Regions from separate parts of the Capra hircus genome. Here region 1 is linked to region 2. Evidence: chromatin contacts called from public Hi-C data. All regions are on one chromosome and are shown on one strand. Each heading gives the region's core, a stretch centred on a gene start, on an enhancer-like site or on the middle of the called end of the contact. The rest is flanking DNA. Distances are from core to core; before and after follow the strand shown.

Evidence for each region. A called contact is a pair of places that touch in the nucleus more often than the background predicts.
Region 1: a Hi-C map of blood shows a contact between it and region 2, with 2.8 times the contacts expected there. The contact joins the promoter of MAP3K5 here to the enhancer-like site in region 2. A contact is called at or near these places in 4 of 5 Hi-C or Micro-C datasets (blood and liver).

The regions. Positions count from the first base shown.
Region 1 is chr9:61,882,192-61,887,407 of ARS1.2, reverse strand. It overlaps MAP3K5 (mitogen-activated protein kinase kinase kinase 5), which reads left to right and starts at 1,850. Exons shown (of 30, transcript XM_005684842.3): 1 at 1,850-2,725. The coding sequence starts at 2,302.
Region 2 is chr9:61,680,107-61,685,844 of ARS1.2, reverse strand. It overlaps MAP3K5 (mitogen-activated protein kinase kinase kinase 5), which reads left to right. Exons shown (of 30, transcript XM_005684842.3): 24 at 3,513-3,698. Among named protein-coding and RNA genes, the nearest start is that of MAP7, 31 kb to the right of the region's middle. Within about 2 kb of position 4,349, at least 2 of the 5 cell types and tissues checked have an H3K27ac peak or open chromatin away from gene starts, as enhancers often do.

The DNA of each region.
Region 1 (5,216 bases), core at 601-3,100, 200 kb before region 2:
GGTCACTTGGCTTCATTGAGGATACAGTTGTGCAGATACAATTGTTCAGTTGCTAGGTGTTTCCCCTCATTATTTCCTTTCTTCTTTTAACCCCTTCCTACTTAACTATTTTATCCCTCCTTTCCCCCTGTTGTTTAGTCATCTGATACTTGCAACCCCATGGACTGTAGCTTGCCAAGCTCCTCTGTCCATGGGATTTCTCAGGCAAGAATACTGGAGTGGGTTGACATTTCCTTCTTACCCACTCAGGAACAGAACCCACCACTCTGGCACTGGCAGATGGATTCTTCACCACTGACCCAGCAGGGAAGCGCCCCTTCCCGCCTAGCTTGCATGTAATTTGCAGTATTCTTCTACCTTTTTCATAGAACTTAATCATCTCGCTTCCTGGAGATGCAAAGTCCAAACCTGTTACTTTATTTCACTGTAGGTTCCACTGATTCTCCTGAAGTTATAGCATTCTGGAGAAGTTCTCTGAGAACTTGCACATATGTTTTTACTTCCCAAGTAAGTAGATACTCTTTGATTGCTCTTAAGCAAGCCAGGCATTCCCCGCTCCCCAGCCCCACCCCTAGTGCAATTAAAAAAAATTGAAGTAATTGCTTAATTTCCCTCTTTCATCTGGCAGATAGATGATTTGCCAAGTCCAGGATAGAACCGGTTTTCTAACTCAAGTAAGTATACGGTGCGTTGGGGGAAATTTTATAAACTCAAATGGGAATGCAAATACTATACCGTTCAGCACTTGGAGCTAATCAATTATTCACGACAGCTGCTGCTGCTGCTGCTAAGTCGTGTCCAACTCTGTGCGACCCCATAGACGGCAGCCCACCAGGCTCCCCCGTCCCTGGGATTCTCCAGGCAAGAACACTGGGGTGGGTTGCCATTGCCTTCTCCAATGCATGAAAGTGAAAAGTAAAAGCGAGGTCGCTCAGTCGTGTCCGACTCTTCGCGACCCCATGGACTGCAGCCTACCAGGCTCCTCCGCCCACGGGATTTTCCAGGCAAGAGTACTGGAGTGGGGTGCCATCGCCTTCTCCGATTCACGACAGCAGAGCTATTGAAAACTTGAAAACGTAAAGTACCAGGGGCAGACCCGATAAATTCAGCCTGCCACTCCCGCAGAGCCACTGTCACCAATACACCACTCTCCAGTTGAGGCCGCCTGCAGGACCGTAGTTAAAATCCTCGGGCCTAGCGCCACGCGGGCCTCCCCACGCTGCCCTCTTGCTCCCCGGGCGCACATGGGACCCGACCGCACGGCGGTGCTAGGCCGGCACCGGCCGGAGGAGGGCGCCGTGGTTACGGGGAACGTGGCGCGTGCCTCCTGGCGCTGGCTGAGAAGACCCGAGTATTCGCAAGAGAGACTTTTTTTGTGCCATCCTATAGTCGCGTGCTCTCCGGGCTTTTGCCTACTCCAGGTTGTCTTGGGTGGGGAGCCCAGTGGGTGACGGAGGAGAACCTTGGCCTCGCGCGGTGCTCCGGGCTGGGCCGTGGTCCCGGAGCCGCGACGCGGTCGGTTTCGTCCGGACTCGAGCTTCCCAGCAGCGCCCTCCCCCGGGGCGGGCCCAGACTTTCGGTGCCGCGACGAGTGGGCGGCAAAAAGCCGGTGGCGGACCGGGCGAGCGGCTTCAAGGAGCGGGGAGACTCGAGCTACCAGGCTGGTGCCGGGGACGAAGCGGCCGCGGCAATCGGAAGAGAACGGGGCCGGGGCAGGAGGAGGAAATAGAGCCGATGAAGGGGAGCTGCCGCCGAGGAAGGAGGCGGATCCCTTCGGCGGCCGCTGCCGCTGTTCCGGGACGCGGTCCAGGGAGTCTGCCCGCCCGCGAGGTGCTGGCCAGGTAGCTCCCCACCCAGAGGGCGCCCTCCCCGGCCCCTCCCAGGGTGCCCGGCACGGAAGGAGCCGGGACCGCGCTCCCGGGTGGCCAGGGCGCATCGCACCCGGAGAGCGGCGCCCTTGAGCCGCACCGCCTAGCAGGTTCGCGAGCCGACTTGTCCGCCGGCCAAGAAAAGGAAGCCCTGTCCCTTCCCGCTCAGCCCGGCTCCCCACCCCTTGTACTCTACACCCTGCAGCGGGCGAGCGGCGCGGCCACGGAGGCGCCGAGGAGGGGCGAGCCGCCGCCGGGCAGCGGCGTCCCTTCGGGGGAGAGGGCGCCGGAGAGGAGGCGGCGGCGCGGCGCGGAAGGCGCAACGCGGGATGGCAGCTGCTTAGCCAGGCGCGCACGGAGCAGCCCCGAGCTGTGGCTGGCCAGACGGTGCGGCTGGGCGGGAGACGCCGCCGCGGCAGTCCGGCCGGGAGAGATGAGCGCGGAGGCGGGCGAGGGCATCACTTTCTCCGTGCCACCCTTCGCCGAGGGCGGCAGCTACCGGAGGGGAGGAGCGGCGACGGCGGCCGAGGGCGAGGAGACCCAGCTGCCACCGCCGCCACCGGGCAGCTTCTGGAACGTGGAAAGTGCCGCCGCTCCCGGCGCCGGGTGTCCCAGTGCCACCTCTGGGAGCAGCGCCACCCGGTGCCGGGGCAACTCTGGGGGCGGAGGCGGCCGACGGACCACGGTGGCCTATGTCATCAACGAGGCGAGCCAGGGGCAGCTGGTGGTGGCCGAGAGCGAGGCCCTGCAGTGCCTGCGGGAGGCTTGCGAGACGGTGGGCGCCGCCCTGGAGACCCTGCATTTTGGGAAACTGGACTTTGGAGAAACTGCGGTGCTGGACCGATTTTACAATGCAGGTGCGTGCGACTTCACAATGCTGGGCCCCAGGCTCCGCGGTCGGGGGCCACCGCAGGGGGAAAGCTGTTGTTTCCCACCCCCACCCCCCTGCCCCCGTAGGAAAAATCGATCAGTTTCTGGGCAGCAATCGAGCATCTTACTTATTTACTTCTTGCCCCACCTTAGGGGCAGCGAGCGGCGCTGCGTGACTGCTCGGCTCGCTCGCAGCTCGTGGCAGAGAGTCTGACCCCCCGGCCGCCGGCCCGCTCTGGGAATCCAGGGGTGCGTGTGGTCCTCTTGAAGAACTTCTGTTCGCCTGCAGTGCGAGTTACTTGTCCCAGTCAGCCCTGCCCTATTCAGTGTTTTGGTTTCTCTTCTGTTAGATTTGGCCCACATTTTCCTTCTATATATACCTGTGCCTGTTTTAGAAGATGTCCTCATTTTTTTCCGTGTACTTTTGAGAGTACAAAAATTCTGACTTCTGCCACGCAGCCAGCTGCACGCAGAGCGGATCTGTGTGAATTTGCATGTTATGTCACGATCTTCCCAACTCCCTTTCCCTGAAGTTTAGTGGCTTGATTTCCCATCTCTTACCAATTTGAATTGTCAAGTAATTACTTTGAAAAGCAACTTTTGTAACTTGACACTAAACTTGCGTGATATCTCTGTTGGAATTTTGGTGAAAAAGAGCAGAGTATGTTTTTTATGACTCCATATACCCCGATGGGCTGGCAAGTAGATAATTTAACATTATGTAAAACGCTGATATGCAGTTTTAGTAACTAAGTTAGGTTGGCCATTAAAGTGTGCCCATTAAAGTGACTGCTAGAGTAATTCACGAAAAATAATCTTTTCAGCCTATTACAGATTTCAGAAAGTGTCACTGCAATTCAAGTGACTGAAGCAATTTGCTATCTGTTAGCAAATGTTAGAGATAAAAGCATGTTACTGAAATTAACCTTTAGCACCCTGTACAACCAATGTTGAGAATATATACATATTTTTTATAAGTGTGGGCATAAAATTTGATTTAATGGTGCTTTCAGACAATAAGTTTCTTGCATTGTGATCACATAGAAGGTTTTATATTCCAGTCTTGTTTCCAGTTCTGATTCTCTTCAGTCTTTTCAGAACACCTGAAGAAGGCTTATGTCAGTCTTGGAATTCAGCCAAAACTGAATATTTTAAGAACAAGAACTTCATGTTAAGGAAGCCAGATTAAATAAACTAGGATTTTCTGGTTCTGGTGTATTTTACCATCTTAGTCTTCATAACTGGACATGGGTAGAACATAGTTTAGCTCGGTTCTTTGTGTGACTTGCTGTAAAAATTACATAAATATAACATTTCTAAAAAATACAGCATTTTTATTTTTGGATTATAATTTGAAAAAAGCTTCAAAGAACTGAAAGATATATGAGGAAAACACCCAATGAAATGCTAAACCTATTTTTATTGTTTTGATAGATTGGGTATTTTTTCAATAAAATAATCTTTAAGCTAATTTGAAAGACTTTCCTAACAAGGTTCATGTAATGTTTATTCTCCAAATACTATCTCTGGGAAAGGGAGAGAGAAAGATTAGAAGGTACCAGACATTTGAAATGTATCTCATTTAATACTCCAAACAAGCCTATGAGGGAAGTAGTACTTAGCTATCTTCTTAGATGAGAAAACCAAGGGCTCCATCACTGGTTCAAGGTCATGGATAATAACTGGTCAATGGAGGGTCCCACTTTGAGTGCCTGACTCTAAAAGGTCCGGCTTCACCCTTGCTACCTCCATTTAGCTGGACTGATTTGTTCTCAGAATTAAGAGAGGGAGATGTCAAACTCATGGTAGAGAGCTGGCAGGGACCCTGTGAGCCATTGTGTGCTTTGTGGAATAGTGGGGAGGAGGGCATATTCTAGGGAGACCAGTGTTTCCGGGCCAGCTCTGTCCCATCCCACTGGTGAGCTCAACTAGGCAGGCCCCAGTTTCACCCCTGCCTGTGACATGAACCCTCAGGTCTCTCATTCAGCAAGAAAACGTTGAAGATGTGACAGAATGAAAATGGTATCGGTTTTGTTTTCTAAACTGAGGGAGGCCAAGGTGAACAGTAGTAGAACTCGACTTCTGATTTCTAAGAGAGCACTTGCTTGTCCTCTGTAAAGGGCCAGATGGCATAAACGTTGTAGATTTCGCTGGAGGTGTCTCTCACACCTCCTCGACTCTGCAGGTGTTACTCAAGCGGAGCCATAAAGAGGACCTAAATAAATCATCATGGCTGTATTCCAACAAAATTTGGTTAATGGATGTTGTCAGATTTATGAAATTTATATCTCATATTATTCACAAAGTGATATTCTTTTGATTTTTCTTTTTTTTTCTCAACCATGTAAAAAATAGAAAAACCATTCCTAGCTTGCAGGCCTTACAAAAACAGGCCTGGTAAGGTTTTGGCCCCATGCTGACCTCTTCTCTACATCTACTACTGCCACTTGAAAGTTGAATGGTTATGACATAGTGGGA
Region 2 (5,738 bases), core at 3,100-5,599:
GTAGGCTTCTGATTTAGGTCAGGACACAGAACCAGTGATTGCTTAGATCTCATAATCATCCCCTGTGGGTGTGCTTTCCTAATACAGAAAAGTGTCTGCTTGTTTGGGGGTTTTCTTTGTCTGTCTGATTCATGTCATGGTCTCAGCCCTCAGCAGAGAGCCTAGCAGGAGACTGCTTCCATGACTGTGCTGAAATTCCTAAGTTTTGGAGTTGGTTAAACCTATTCAAGGCTTCCCTGGTGGCTCAGACAGTAAAGTGTCTGCCTACAATGCAGGAGACCTGGGTTCGATCCCTGGGTGGGGAAAATCCTCTGGAGAAGGAAATGGCAACCCACTCCAGTACTCTTGCCTGGAAAATCCCATGGGAGGAGCCTGGTAGGCTACAGTCCATGGGGTCGCAAAGAGTCGGACATGACTGAGCAACTTCACTTCACTTCACTTCAATCCTATTCAAGTGTTTGTGACTTCCTAGTGATTTAAGAATGCTTGAATGTTTTCTAAAAAAGGAAAGAAAAGCTTAAAAGCGACTGTCAGAGGGCTTGCCTCAGTGCACCAGTATGAAGTGACCAGTATGATTCTGACCAGAAACTGCTGGTCACAGTCGCTTAGTAAATCCAGAGTTGTTAAGTGAGAGATAGGGTCCTGCTGATGTTGATTGCTGCAGACGCTGTGAATCCTTTCCTGGGGCATCCCGTGGTGATCTTGCAATAGAGCAGGTCCCCACCCAGGTTTACTGCTGGTTCAGACAGCTAATTGAGGCAGTAGAAGGTAATGATTAGGAGCTTGGGTTCAGCCTCAACTTGACTCTGAGGCCTGATTCTACCACTTAAAGGCTATGTGATTTGAGCAAGTGAGTTAACCTCTCTGAGGCCGAATTTCCTAATCCATAAAATTGAGGAAACAATGGGGTTAGTCACCGTAGCAAAGGGTTGCTACGGGGAGTAACTAAGATCATGAATCATTGAGACAATAATAGGGAGTATTCCATAAATGTTAACTACTATTGTTGATATCATCATTATCAAGCAGTTATCTATATCTGATTTTTTTCTATGACCAGATGGAAATGTATTTTCATTGTATTAAATATTTCTAGATACGTCTTCACATTTAAGCCTGCCCCTTTATGACAGACTTAAGTGTGGATCCTCAAAGTGGCCCATGAAAGCACTTTCAATCTGTAACATCCTTCTGAAATCCACTCATCACTTTGAAGGTGTTTAAGAACAAAGAAGGCAGAGCCCCTTTGCCAGAGAATCTAGGATGGTCCTCTTGAGTGTTCAGGAAAGGCACACTGTCAGATGCTACCTTCTGATACTGAATCAGTCTCACCTGATAACCTAAGATGCTTGTTTATAAAGGCATGTTAATGAGTACACGTAGGGAGGCAGGCTTGAGAACAGAAACAACCATTATTATGACCATTATGTAGGTGATGAAATTCCCCAGATGAAAAACATTTCCCAGGGTAGATAGTGTTCCTTTGTAGGACAGGGACAGTGACATCAAAACACCAGCAGAAGCATATTTTTCTGTTGTGGAAACAAAGCAAATGTCCAAAAAATGTTTGCTGTTTAAACTGCTGGCAAACATGTAACTGATTTTTCACTAAGATAAGCTTCCAATTTCTAAATAGCACACACATTTTTCTTCTCGAACATATTTTCATGTTTTTATGATATTGCCTGTGAATCTTTACTTTGAGTGTAATTTAGTTTGTGGCAAGAAAAGAAACAAAGTTTATAATTGTTCCCTGTCTGATTTTCAGATATTCCCTTAATGATAGCTTTCAAGCTGTTCAATATAATCTTTTCTCATCAAAGCATAAACATGAGAGGGAGCTCCCAAATGAAAATAGATTGAGAGAACAAACTTGATGGGGCATTTCTCTTTTATTTTAACAGACTCCTAGAAATTGTCATTTTCAAAGCCCAGTTGAGGAATTTAATTTTAATGATGTAGTAACAAAATACACAATACGAGATAGAAATGAGGATAATAAAAATCCCTTTCTTTCTTAAATGAGGATCAATAGCATTCTACTATGTTTCCTTTAAGTAATAACGTTTCTTGCTCAAAGTAGAAGTTCAACTTGAGGAAGGGAATTTGTTTAAATATTTAATTTTTAATATGTGAAGTCATCCATTTGATCCATTCTTATTACTGATTGCCTTATTGGTGTGTAAAGAATGGTTTCCAGGATAAAGTTTGAAGCAAGCTCCTTTTAATAGCAAAGTGTTTTGTATGTTTTTATTGTTAATTAATTTTTATTGGAATATAGTTGCTTTGCAATATTATGTTAGCTTCTACTGCACAGCAGAATTAATCAGCTGTACATATACATACATGTGCATGTTCAGTCGTGTCTGATTCTTTGTGACCCCATGGACTGTAGCCCACCAGGCTCCTCTGTCTATGGGATTCTCCAGGCAAGAATACTGGGTGGGTTGTCATTTCCTACTCAAGGGGATCCTCCCAACCCAGGGATCAAACCCAAGTCTCTTGCATCTCCTGCATAGGCAGGTGGGCTCTTTACTACTGTGCCACCTGGGAAGCCCACATGTACATATATCCCCTTCGTTTTGAGTTTCCCTCCCATTTAGGATTCCATGAGTGAAGTAGGTCAGAAAAAGAAAAACTGATATCATATATTAATGAATATGTGTAGAAAAATGATATAGACGCCCTTATTTGCAAAGCAGAAATAGAGACAGAGCTAGAGAACAAATGTATGGATACTGAGGGGGTCGGCAGGGTGGTATGAATTGGGAGATGGGATTGAAACATATACAGTATTGATACTATGTGTAAAAGAGACAACTTATGCTAGCTGCTTTTGATGACAAAGAATTGATGTGTTTTCAAGGGCACTTGAAGGACTAGGAACATGTAGGCAGACACATGGATTCTCAGGTTGAGTTCAACCACAGCGTCTCTCGGAACCTCACAGAGACAGAAACTGGAGTGTAATTCCAAGGCCTTCAAGTCCCGCAGTCTGTGCTTCTCTGGCTTGGTTGCTGTGGGCACCCATTTCCATCTACTTCTCTCTCTCCCAATCGTCCTTCTCAACCCTATTCCTTGTGCTTCCTTATAACTCAATGTACTCTCACCCTGTTTTGTGACTTCTCTCTCTGGGCAGACTTTGAGCCTGAAATCCTATGGCTCTTTGCCTGAATCGCTCCTTAGCTCCCAATTATAATTTCTGAAAGTGGAATCTCCCAGCCTCTGCCTGTCTCTGTTTGTCCATCTGACTACATCACGGCTGTCGGACAGTATATGTGGTGGGTTTCTGTCCTTCCCAAGGTCTTCCCTTTCTTTTTTTTTTTTTTTTTTTTTGCAGGGGGAGAAGCCATAGTTCAAATATGGCTGTTCCCCCTTAGCAGGGAGCTATTGATACTATGTATAAAAAAGTTCAGTTCTCAACAGGGGCTGTGAGGGCGACAGGCCCAGGGCTGATACATCCAGTACAGAAAAGTCTGACCGGCTGACAGATTGTTGGTTACTATTCACAGGGGGCCGAAGAACCTAAACTAAAATGGGAACACATCACAACTCTCGTCACAAGCCTCAGAGAATTTGTGAGGTCCACGGACCGGAAGATCATAGCCACCACCCTGTCTAAGCTGAAGCTGGAGCTGGACTTTGACAGCCACGGGATCAGTCAGGTCCAGGTGGTGCTCTTTGGTTTTCAAGATGCTGTAAGTATAATGTTTCGCCCATGTTTTCCCAGCTAAAATTAGTCAGAAAAATAGGATAAAAACATAAGCTCTGTTGCTTTTTCTTTATTTAATCATTGTAATGAATTCTTTTCTCTTTAGAACATGAGTAAGTATGAGATGGTTGCCTGTCTGTGTGCCTCGAAGCACTAGCTTTGTTATATAATCTGGTGTCTCCCCCAGGTTAGATACACATAAAATGGAACACCGTGGAAAATAACAACACTCACAGACATCTCCCATGGCTGCACTTTGTTCTTATGAAATCATGTAGTTGGTCACTATTTATTTTGATGATTTTAGCAACAGAGCACTATTTAGTCCTGCTTTCTATTATATATGAAAAGTGCCATCTAGTGGTCACTCGGAAAAATGTAACCGTACAGATCAGAATGATCAGAATGATCAATTTTTCCCCCCTTGCTCTGTTTTCCAAACAGAACATTTTAAACATACTTGTTTAAAAAATATTCACTACTCCCTAGCCAAAAATATACTTTAGAGCACAGGGCATCATTGGATAAAAATTAATTCACAGGCTCTGGTGAGAGATCACTGACAGTTCCTCGCTCTCATAGCGAGTTGCTATGCAACACAAACTTGAAGCCAGTTTTCCAGAAGCCTGATTCAAACCATATGTGATATCCTTGAATGAGACTTGCCTGTGGAACTTGTACCAAAAAAAGCCTGAAGTCCCTCCCAGAAGCCCTTACAACTGACTGCGGGAGACAGAAATAAGAGAGTTCCCAAGGTGCCGGCCATGTGAATAGGGAAGCACTTTGCATCATTTTAGGTAAATTCTCCAAATTGACTCAGTCCTAATGAGTTTATTGCTCCTACCTAGAAGATGTCTTGACAGTTGCCTTTGGCGCATCAAAAGATCCCTGATTTAAAACGAAATTGTAATCCTTCAGTGACCTTGTTTTCCCTGGAACTCTGTGCAAGCTGCTCAGTCTTCTGCTGTATTGTAGACAGGGCAACACTCCTGACTCAATTGACGTCATGGCAAATGAGAGCAACTGGCCAGGCCTGTCACTAATATAATGCTAAAGGCACACTTTCGCTGTAACTAGGGAACCCCAGCCAGCTGCAAATAGAATCAAATAACTTAGTGAGTTTGCAACTTGCTCACACATTTGGCTTCCAGTCTAGAGGCTGGAAAGCAAATAGGCAAGTAGAGTTCAGATTGAGAGTGGGTTAGTTGTAATCCTGGGCCACAGACCAAGTCACTGACACACACACACACACACACACACACACACACACACACACACAGACCAAGTCTCTCACACACACACACACACACACACACACAGACCAAGTCTCTCACACACACACACACACACACACACACACACACACACACACACACACACACACACACACACGCACCTCTGCTCTTGCTCTGACTAGAGGTGTCCCGGATGGACTTGCACTGTCCAGGATGGGAATGAACCCAAAGAATGGCCTGGATGTAATATACTGTTTAATGAGGGGCTGCGAGGAGCTGGTCCTGGTGATAGAGGACCCCTCCTCCATTTTCTCTTTGGGACCCTTGAGAGAAAGAGTATTAGTTACTAAATGTTGTACCCACATTAGTCAAATAATCAGGCGAGTCCTTTAAGAAAGTGCCAGGACAAAATCATTCTGAAGGGATTTCCTAGAACAAGTGGGAACCTAGCAATGGTCCACTTCCTTGGGAACAACCACTCTGAGGAATTCCTCAGACAGCCAGCCATCTACACTGGGGGATTTTGATGAAGATGATCAAGGGCAGGAATGAGCCACTGGAACTCTAGCTTCTGGTGTGAGAATACAGCTAGGTCACCTTCTCCCCAGCTTCCTCTAAGATCTCTAGTCAGACTCCTGTTGGGAAAAATAGCGTCTTTTCTTAAAGACCCAGGTCAACCAGAAATTAGTGGAGTTAAACCAAATTTTGAATAAACCTCTCTTAGCCTTATGATAAAAGTCATTTATAAAAAGGTAATGGCTTACCCATACAATGGAATATTATCAACCTGA